Regions from separate parts of the Mus musculus genome. Here region 1 is linked to region 2. The links are chromatin contacts, called in public Hi-C maps. All regions are on one chromosome and are shown on one strand. The core of a region is the stretch at or near the end of the contact, and the rest is flanking DNA. Distances in the headings are between cores, read along the strand shown.

Region 1 (5,051 bases), core at 1,453-3,952, 320 kb after region 2:
ATTTTGTTCAAGAGCGAGTGGAGCTGTATGGGGTGTTGGTGGTAAGCCTCACTTGCACCTTCCGAATGTTTTCTTGCCTGCGGGGCCCTCTGCTGTCCTTGGACGTGGAGTTATGAGTTCCCAAGCTCTGACCTGTGCTGTAGGCAGGGGGCTGTGGACTTGTCCCTGGCAGGGCTGGAAGCACTGCCTCCTTTCTCTGCTGCTTCACTCTCCCTCTCAACCCTACTGTAGAGCTCTCCTGAACTCTACTGCATTCCTGCATGGTTCTCTCTTCTCCTGTCCTGTCTGTCTCTCCCGTAGGTCGAGTCCGTCCCTTTCCTCTCTCCCGAGAGTTGGGCAGATTCCTATTCTGTCAAATCTTTCTCTGACTCGTCACTATTTCTGCCACTCAATTAGACGTCATTTTCCTTTGACAAACTAACTTCACCTTCTTTGGGGTGAAAGGTGTGTACTAAGGGTGTGTCTGTATTCCAACCAGAGGGATTAAAGGTGTGTGCCAAGGGCTGAACCGCACCTTAACTAGAAACATGTTCAAATATCCTGTAACATAAACAAACACACAGACAATGTTGCTAGGATCTTTCTTAGAATTATGTTAAATCTAGTGTGGAGACATGGCATGATATAAGAGTACTAAGCGCTCTTGAAAAAGCCTACACTAAATCTGAAGCTGAGCCACCTGCAACTGCCTATTCCAAGGGGATCTGATGCCCTCCTGGCCTCCATAGTACCCTGCTCTCCTGCTCTCATGTGCGCACACACACACACACACACACACACACACACACACACACACACACGTACATGCACACAATTAAAAATAATAAATCTTGAGAAAAAGAATTACATTAAGCCTTCAGATCAATGTGGGTGGAGGCAGTTACCATCTAAGTCATACACATGACTGTGGTATGGGTATGTCTTTGGTTTCTCTGAACATCTTTTACCTTCATTATACAAATCTTGCACACCTTATTAGATTTATATCTAATCATTTCATTTTGGAGTATATAAATGGAATTTCTATTTTGAATTTTCAGCTATCCATAAGTTAGCTACAGAAACAGTATTGATTTCTGTCTGTTCACCTTGTTCTTAAGGTGTTTCCACGTCCGTCCTACACGTGGGCCTGTGCCAGCTGTTAGATCTTCAGCCTAAGCCTCTGCCAGCTAGAGATGGGTGTACTCCCTCTGCGATCTGTTTGTATCTTCTGTTTACAGTTCACCGTCTTGCGCTGGTGACCCGGCTGCTCCTCCCATCATGAGGTGGGATGAGGGTGAGAGTGGACACCATTGGCTTTGCCCCTGGTCTTCCGACAGAAACATTCAGCCTTTACCATTATGCGTGGTGTTATGGTGTGGGTTTATTAGTGTCCGGCATCTTCATAAGATTCTGGAAGTTTTGCTCCAGGTTTTGCTTGCTGTGTGTTTTTATTATGAATAGTTGTTGGATTCTGTCAAAGACATTTTCTGCCTGGGTTAATGTGCTGCGTGAGTTTTGCTAATGACAGAGTTTGCATTCATTGAATTTGAAAAATGGAACCAGCCTTCCATGTTATGATAAACTCCATCTGGCTCTGGCTTTGGTGTACCATATATATATGGATGTATATGTATATATAATATATGTATATCTCTATATATATAATATATATGGTATGTATATTATATGGCTAGATAAGATAATATATTATTGGATTTGACTTGTATACTAGTCTCATCTGTATTGCTATGATTATGCACTTTAACCAAAAGCAACTTCGGGGAGGAATAAGTTTATTGGCTTACACTTCCAGGTCACAGTCCATTACTGAGGGAAGTGAAGATAGGAACTTAGGCAGAAACTTGAAGCAGAAGTCATGGAGGAATGCTGCTAGCGGCTCCTGGATAGCTGGTCTTCTTATACAGCCCGGCACCACCCGCCTAGGGAATACTTCCACCTATAGTGGCCTACACTAATAAACAATCAAGACAATTCCCATAGCCATGGGAGCTAAAGTCAGGGGGAGGTGCACACCTAGTCAGCAGCCACCTACCTGGTGCACTCCCTTGTTTTCATAGAGACTTTACAATCCAGGCTTTCATGGCCCTTTGTGTGTGTGTGGGGGGGGGCAAGATGGTGTGCATTCATTACTTAGCTTCTCCTGGGGCCCTACTCTAGAACAGGCATCTTATAGATAGGAAACCAGGCCTCAGAGGATAGGCAGATTGTAACGATCAGAACAATGTGGACTGTGCTCGAGAGAAAGAGACAAATGGTCTGCCTGAGAGCTGTGCAGGTCTGGACCCAAAGCCAGACTGCCCGGGTGTGGCGTGGTATTCCACTCAGTTATTTATGCAGCTGGGTAAACTGAGGAGCACGCCTTTGCCTCAGAGCTCCAGTTGGCAATCTGTGAGGTGAGGGGTTGCTGCAGACCCCTTGTTGCGAGGATTAAGTGACTTCATGCTCTCCACTCACTAACTCAAAACGATTGCTCAGAACCTTTCCGCACACTCAAATGCAGGTTACCATGTGTAAAGTGTGTGCCATACTTTGAACACCGTGAAGCCACACTTGAGAAAACAATGACATAAAGTACTGGCACGAGTTCAAACCTTCTCTTGTGTGTAAACCTAGGGTAGGGGAGGATAACGATAGGGGTTGGGGTGAGGGTGGAGCCTAGGGAAGAGATCCGCTTAGCGGCCACGCAGCCCTTCCGTGTTCAGGCAACTGCAATCTCCTGGCTCTTACACTGATTGTTGTGAGATCTGGTACTCCTAGAGGAGACACAGGGTGACAGGAGGTGACATAAGAAGAGGAGATAGTAAATCCAGGAACAGCCCGGTGGGCGTCTTCTCTCCTGGGCTGCCTTCCTGGTCCAGCTTTCTCAGTAGGGGAGAACTCGGCACTCACCATGCCTTCAGTTGGAACCCCGGTACAAATTGACCAACATGCACTGCAGCTAGCAGGTGGCCCCTGCATCCAGCACTGCCGCATAGGAGGGAGCAGGCCCTAAGGTATGAGATCACCGGTGTGGCGCCTCCTTTTTGCGACGCTTAGGGTTTGGCGCCACCTTGTGGTCACGGGAGGAAGACACCTGCACAGGAGATAGGCAGTCCAAAAAGCTGAAGGGGGATCTATCTCTGATCCCAAGGCTTGGAACGCCTCAAGGACTCAGGGGAAAGATGTGGCGTCCTGTCACCGGCTCATTCCCTAAACCTCCTGGGACTGATAGGGAGGTAAAATCTATGCAGCTCAGTGAAGAATGTGGCATCCCATCTGCTCTGGGCGATGGCCTGATCCATGCTTCCAAGAGCCATCAGGGCCCTGCACACTAGAGAAAGTGTCTGGCCCCGTACTGAGAGGGCCACTTTACAAGGCAGGTTCAGAACACTGTCGTATAGATTTAGGGGCCCCTACACACACACACACACACACACACACACACACACACACACACACTTTCCCAGAATGATGGAGACAAATCAGTTTAGACTCTTGTCTTGGCCTCCTGGTCTATCAAGTGAGCTAGGCTATGTCTGTATCCAGAACTAGTTTATTACAAGCCAGCAAACAAACATCCCTCTGTTACTAACTGGAGACCAAGACTAAAAGATGGAAGAGAGAGTAGCCACAGTACTCAGGAAACGGAGCATGAGAAGTTCAAGCTTATTTTGTCTACGTAGCAAGTTCAAGACCAGCCTGAGATATATGAGACCCTGTTTCAAAAATTTAGAGCTGGGGAAGGGAGGACCACATTTGCCCAGTGAGTGTTTGGAAGTCCCAAGCTCCACTCTCTTTGCTCTCATCCCAGGGCAGAGGCCGTGGGGTGCTGACTACCAGAAGGTGTGACATCCAAGCCTAGGCGTCTTGACCCAGGGGACAGGTTCTGGCTTTCCTCCCGCCTCCCTGGACAGAGGGGGTTTCTTTCTGCACCTTGGTACAGAAGGAGTGAAGCGGATGCTGGCATTGTTACCCGCGATGGCCAGACTGTCTCTGGTACTCGCGGATACAGCACGTGGGCCACTCCTGAGAGCCGAGAGGCAGAACTGTGTTCTGAGCATAGTTGAGCGAGGGGGGGGGGGGGCGTCACGGGCCTCTCTGTTGTGGGCCACTGCATCTGAGTCGGGCTGAGTTTGAGCCAGGGAATACTGCTGGTTGATGAGATACGCAGCTACCACTGCTCCGCCAGACATGCAGCTGCTCTGTTTCCTGAAGCATCACTCAGAGTTGGCTGCTTCATCCCCTCCCACCACTAGGAAGACAGTGGCTCCTCCCAGGGTCCTCCCCTGCCGTTAAGGTGTTGTGAGTATGTGGTCCTGCCTGGAGTCCTCAGCCCCAGAGAACAGGCCTTCCCAGCCTGCTTCTTCCACAGGCACTGACCCCTGCAGGGAGATATATCAGGGTGCCGTCAGCTGGTCTCCACGCACACAGGGCTCCTGTGCTCCAAGGGGAGGCAAGGAAGACAGATGAGGAAGAGGGTCTGGGAGAACAGGACTGCTGTTGAGATACTGGAGATGAGGTGAGGCCCTGACACCCGAGGAGGGCTGGGGAGATTATTCTGAGCACTGGGAAACTGGCTTCAGAGGGGAGAAGCTGCCTGTACCTTAGAACCTTCCAAGAACACTGGCTGTCTTGTGAGGAAGAGTTCTCATGGGGCAGGAGTGGGCAGCGTGCGCCAGTGAGGAGGGGCCGATGTCAATGCTGTGGAGAGGGTCGAGAGGATTGTCCAGCAGACTCGAGTGAGCAGTGCCTGAGGGCCACTGAGCCTTGTGAGGGTTGTCAGCCCTGTGCCCTGTCTGTACAGTTCCAGCTCAGGAATATGTGTCACTGTGTGCATGGGTCCATTCTTGATCCTGACCTACAGAGTTGTGCTTCTGACCCTTGTGTTTGGACAGGACCCTACCCAAACAAGTCTGCCTATATCCTGGCCCCTTCCTACATCCTGGATCCCACCCATAGCTGGACTATTGCTTACATCACTTGGAGACACAGCTCCGCATATTTCTGGTGGCAGTGAGGCTCACACAGGAAGAGAGCCTTCTACACATGTGTGCTCAGTACCCACTGTG
Region 2 (5,744 bases), core at 8-2,507:
TTTCTTCTGGGAGATGGCCCAACCACATTCTATTTGACCACAGCAGGAGGCGTCTGCATGTCAGTCACCCTCCCAGTAAAAGCTGAGTCCCTGCTCTTCTGCTCAGAGCTAAGCTCAACAGAGCGGCCCCTGCAAGAAACCCCAGAAAACACAAGATAGGAAAAAAAGAGAGAGAGAGAAAGGAAAAGATTGGAAGGGACAGAGAATATGGAAGAGTGAGGTGGTGGAAGAGTAGGAACAAGAAAATCCAAGGGATCGAGGGAGCTTCCCTGCCCCTCCCCCATGACAGGATTTCTCTGTGTAATCCTGGAACTCTCTCATTCCTTCTGAAAGCTTCGATTTAAGGTGTGCACCTTCTTACAGTGTTGGCTCTGAATCTCAGACCATGGACTAGGCTTTCCTGCCTGCTCTCCCATCTCCCCTCCCTCCTGTAAATAATTGTTTTGGCCAATTCTAAGAACAGGGCCTAAGATAGTAGCTTCTGAGCTGGAGGCTCAAACAGTAGTGCATCGTAGAGCCAGCTGCCTAGCAGAACACCCCCAGGTCTATGGGCTCCACCAGTTAGAGAGGCTTGTCCATCACCTGTTGTCCCTGTGAAGCCACACCTCAGCTTCTGCCAGAGACACCCTCGGCCCCTGCTCATCCTTCTAACCTAGCCCCCAGAAGGTCATCTCCCCAGCCCTAATCTTCAGGGGGCCCAATGGGACTCACAGTATCACCTTTAATACTCCTCCCCTGATCACAACCACCCTGACCTCCACAGCTGCCCATCTCAGGAACAAGAAGCTAAAGCTATCACCATAGCAGTGTGCCAGGGCATCCAGGAGGCACACGTTGATTTATTTTTTTAAGCAAAAGAAGCTTCTGTTTAAAAGATGACAGTCACTGGTATTTCTAGAAGGCAGTGAATTTCCCTGGGGCTTGGAGGTACAGCATGTAAAGCCATGGCTCTATACTGATTCCGCGGAATTGCTGGGACGTAGCTATTGTAGCAATGTGTGCTGTCAGCACCAGTGGGCTATAAAGCGGTGGCTGGAGCGTAACTCTCTCCTCTGAATTGAAACCCAACACTATTGGCTCATTAACAGTCAGCCAGTGGCAGAGCTAGTGATGAGCTGGAGTCTCCTGGCTTCTTTCCTAAGCTCTACCCTCTGGCTTCCCACCTCCATATGTTCCTTACTCAAACCACAGCAGAGAAGGTCTAAGAAAACAAGTCTGCCAACAAATGGCTTTCAGACTGCTGGCCTGCCACCCACCGCAGTTAGTAGAGCCTAAGGTGCCCTCTGCTGGAAAACTATAGAATACATTTGTGTGTGCACTTAACTGAGTTTCCTTGGCATCTTTGATTGTCAGAATTTGCTATTTGTTAGAATAATGCACATTTTGATGTTCTTCTCCATGGACCAAGCATGAAATCTCTAATCTGTCAGAATTAAAACTCTATAAATTCATATTCTCTCTCTCCTTCCTCTCTCTCTCTCTCTGAAACCTTTTGGTCTAGCCGAAAGGTTCTTACTCTACAAGTCTCTTTGAGGTCCTGAGCCAGGTACCTAACACCAAACAGATACACAGTGTCCATCCTTTTTATTTCTGCTTTTCCATAAGCAGTGTGGAATTTCTGAGAAAGATTCATATGGAAACAGAGCATTAATTAAAGGACACTGTGACAGAAGTTACACACGCTTGGAGTTCCATCTGCCCAGTTCCCACACTTCCCTAGGTAAACTGTAGCCTTAGTCTTTTATGCACCTTTCCAAAACTTCAAAAACACCTATCTGGGCTGGACAGATGGCTCAGAGGGTAAATGCACCGTTGGCAGAGCCTAATGACCTAAGTCCAATCCCCAGGACCCACATGTCGGGAGGAGAGAACCCCGCCCCCATAAGTTATCCTCTAACCTCCATACATGTGCCATGGTATGCTCCCAGTAAGACATGAAATACTTTTAAAAGTAAAGTAAAAATGCATGCATGCACACATACACATATATATTGTACTGGCTAGTTTTGTGTCAACTTGACACCGCTGGAGTTATCACAGAGAAAGGAGCTTCAGTTGAGGAAATGCCTCCATGAGATCCAACTGTAAGGCATTTTCTCAATTAGTGATCAAGGGGGAAAGGCCCCTTGTGGGTGGGACCATCTCTGGGCTGGTAGTCTTGGGTTTTATAAGAGAGCAGGCTGAGCAAGCCAGGTGAAGCAAGCCAGTAAAGAACATCCCTCCATGGCCTCTGCATCAGCTCCTGCTTTCTGACCTGCTTGAGTTCCAGTCCTGCATCCTTTGGTGATCAACAGCAGTATGGAAATGTAAGCCGAATAAACCCTTTCCTCCCCAACTTGCTTCTTGGTCATGATGTTTGTGCAGGAATAGAAACCCTGACTAAGACAAATTGGTACCAGCAGAGTGGGGTATTTCTGTGACAACCTGACCATGTTTTGGGGAGGTCTGTGGAAGGACTTTGGAACTTTGGGCTTGAAGATCCATTCGTTGTTAAGAGCTCTGTCAGATGTTTTGTAGGAGCTTGGAAGATAATGTTGAGGACAGTGCAGAAGATGGAGGCCTGGGTTGTGAAATTTCAGAGGGAAAATTAAAGACTCTTTTGAGGGCCATTGTTGTTTTGATTGTGAAGATTCTGTAGTTCTGGTTAGCTGGGGCTGAAGAATCAGCTGTGATTAACAAGATACCAGAACTACTAAAGCAAAAACTTTGCATTACTGGGACTATTGATGCTGGTTAGCCGGAGCTAAGAAATTAGCGGTGATTAAGAAGAGACCAGCATCATTGAGGTGACATCTTCTGGGAAGTGTTTTCTGAGAGCACAGTGGCTGTGTTCCAGATATAGCCAACGTTGTACATTGTGCTGTGGCTAGACTTGGTAATGTGTAAGGGTCACCCAGGTGGTACTGGTTGGTTTTGAAGGCATGAAGGAGTTGAGCAGAGCAGCTGAGGCTTGGCACTGTGAGAGGCCATGGAAGGCCATTGGTGAAAGTGCAGCCTCAGTTGCAATTGATGGCCCAGGACTGAAGGGGTCATGCAGTGTTTTGGAGATGCCAGTACCATGAGATGACCACCAAGAGCAGCAGCAGCAGTGGGGTACAGGCATCTGGAGCCTAGAGGATGACGCGTGTGCTACAAAGGGCATGGCTGGAGAAGTGACCCAAGCCCTTAGAGGAGCCCAGAAGATCGTGAGTTGGATCCCAGACATTGGACGGTTGGAGATTGACTTTTGCTTTTGATTGTGACTGTGCCCTTATATTTTCCCTCTTGAAAGAAGAAACTGTTTTAGTGGAGCCCACAGTTAAGAGACTTTTAATTGTAAAAAGACTTTGGATTTTTAAAAAGATGGATATTTTAAAGAGATTGAAATTTTAAGAATATGTAAAGGCTGTGGGACTTTTAAAGTTGTTTAGATCTTGGGGATGAATAAGAATGTAAGGGTTGAGGCTTACTAGTGATGTTTTTGTGTGTCAAGGGGTCAATTGTACTGGCTAGTTTTGTGTCAACTTGACACCGCTGGAGTTATCACAGAGAAAGGAGCTTCAGTTGAGGAAATGCCTCCATGAGATCCAACTGTAAGGCATTTTCTCAATTAGTGATCAAGGGGGAAAGGCCCCTTGTGGGTGGGACCATCTCTGGGCTGGTAGTCTTGGGTTTTATAAGAGAGCAGGCTGAGCAAGCCAGGTGAAGCAAGCCAGTAAAGAACATCCCTCCATGGCCTCTGCATCAGCTCCTGCTTTCTGACCTGCTTGAGTTCCAGTCCTGCATCCTTTGGTGATCAACAGCAGTATGGAAATGTAAGCCGAATAAACCCTTTCCTCCCCAACTTGCTTCTTGGTCATGATGTTTGTGCAGGAATAGAAACCCTGACTAAGACATATATATAGGAAACACACACACATCTCATTACCCCTTCTATCCCTACCAGTCCATTTCTCAGATTCATGACTTTTGGATTGGCTTTTAGTTTATTCAAGGTCACTTAGTGCATATTTGATTAGAACTACTTATTGGGCTTAGCGAGGTCACCAGTAAGTACACAACCGAAGGCAATTATTCTGTCCTTGAATCTATCCATACAGTGGCAGTATCGTTCAATTACATCATGAGTTTTGACCACTCTTATTTCCCATTTCTCTCTCTTGCTCTCCTCCTCTGCTTCCTTCTCCTTCCATTCCTATTCTCAAATAGCCTCCCTTCTCTTTTCATGTCTTTCTGTGCACATTCGTGTAGATAGATAAATGATAGATGATAAATAGATGATAGTTGAAGTATAGATAGATGATAGAGAGATAATAGTTGAATAAACGTGTGTGTGTGTGCGCGCGCGCGTAGAAAGGTAGGCACGCTGGGTTTGAAGCCCTGCTCTGTGCTTACTAGCTCTATGCCCCAGGAGAACTAGTTTATCAGTCTCCTTCTCAATGTGCCCATATGTAAATCAGAACAACCACCTTACAGGATGGTTGCAGATTAAAACAGATAATCTGGCTTCTGAAAGGGTATTGAACTGTACCGGGAGCAGATACAGCTCCCTTCCTGCACTTAAGACTTTCTCCATAAGCACACTGCCCCTTCCATCTGTGGGGGGTTGGTTCCAGGACACCTGCAGATACCAAAATTTGTGGATGTTTATAGCTGGTACATAATAAAGTGGTACACACTACTATATAATCCATGTATCATTTAAATCACATGTAAATATATTTGAACATCTAACACAGTGTCCATAGGTGCTGTCTTGATGGTTGAATGGATGTGGGGGGTGGGGGCATATCTGGATGTTCAGTGCAGACACAGGATTTTCCACCTTGAATACTTCTGATCTGCATTTTATACAACCCAAAGTTACAGAGACATAACACACATTCTTTTGTGTATTTTGGGGGGTGGTTTTTTTTTTCAATTTATTGCATGAAGGAATTACACTAGTCCAAATTAAAAGTGGACCCCAAATGATTCCATTAAACAAACTGAAGTGGGAAAAAAAAAAAAAAGCTTGTTACAAGGAACAGAAGGAAATTCTGCTCTGCCAGGAAATCCTCACTCTTCAGAGAGCAGCAAGCAATTAAAACCGATGGGTCGTCGGCTGATTGTCCTAGCCCATCCAGGCTCTGTCAGAGCTGGCATATGCTCTTGCATTAGTCACCTTTAGCTGAATCACTTCTCCATATTGTGGATGCTCAATTACAGTACCCGTGCAGGCAAAGGACTTCTTAAATATCTTCACTGGTTTCTTTATATCCTAATTATCAGCATCCTTGGACATTAGTGAGGGTCTTCTTGCTGTTGCTCCGTTGAATACTTACATGAATACAGCCTTCAGTGCCAGCAGGAAGCAGTGCATCACCCTTACTTGCATCAAAAAATGTTGTGACCTGGTGAGATGGCTCAGGGGTTAAGAGCACCGACTGCTCTTCCAAAGGTCCTGAGTTCAAATCCCAGCAACCACATGGTGGCTCACAAACATTCATAACAAGATCTGATGCCCTCTTCCAGAGTGTCTGAAGACAGCTATAGGGTACTTACATATAATAAATAAATAAATAGATAGATAGATAGATAGATAGATAGATAGATAGATAAATAGATAAATCTTTTTTTAAAATGTTGTATTGGGGTCTGAGAATTGCCACACAAACCATACATACATCAACCTCAGTTAAGCAAGAAGAGTTTATTGAACACACACTATAATACTGGACACCCAGGTCCACAAGAAGGAAAAACCTAATTGTGGCACCAGTCTG

Evidence for each region. Hi-C and Micro-C count contacts between places; a contact is called where the count stands out from the background.
Region 1: a contact with region 2 is called in a Hi-C map of cerebellum, with 1.9 times the contacts expected there. The contact joins two enhancer-like sites. A contact is called at or near these places in 11 of 484 Hi-C or Micro-C datasets (the BV-2 cell line, the G1E-ER4 cell line, the P5424 cell line and 2 more), 1 of 115 datasets of contacts at active chromatin or transcription factors (embryonic stem cells) and 3 of 9 other capture datasets (embryonic stem cells, liver and pancreatic islet).

Annotation. Positions count from the first base shown.
Region 1 is chr14:63,792,334-63,797,384 of GRCm38.p6, forward strand. All of the region lies in intron 1 of Xkr6 (X-linked Kx blood group related 6), which reads left to right. Among named protein-coding and RNA genes, the nearest start is that of Gm41175, 31 kb to the right of the region's middle. Within about 2 kb of position 2,703, at least 16 of the 459 cell types and tissues checked have an H3K27ac peak or open chromatin away from gene starts, as enhancers often do. A contact at or near this core is called in cerebellum, where this site is marked.
Region 2 is chr14:63,469,999-63,475,742 of GRCm38.p6, forward strand. No RefSeq gene overlaps it. Among named protein-coding and RNA genes, the nearest start is that of Gm17232, 21 kb to the right of the region's middle. Within about 2 kb of position 1,258, at least 36 of the 459 cell types and tissues checked have an H3K27ac peak or open chromatin away from gene starts, as enhancers often do. A contact at or near this core is called in cerebellum, where this site is marked.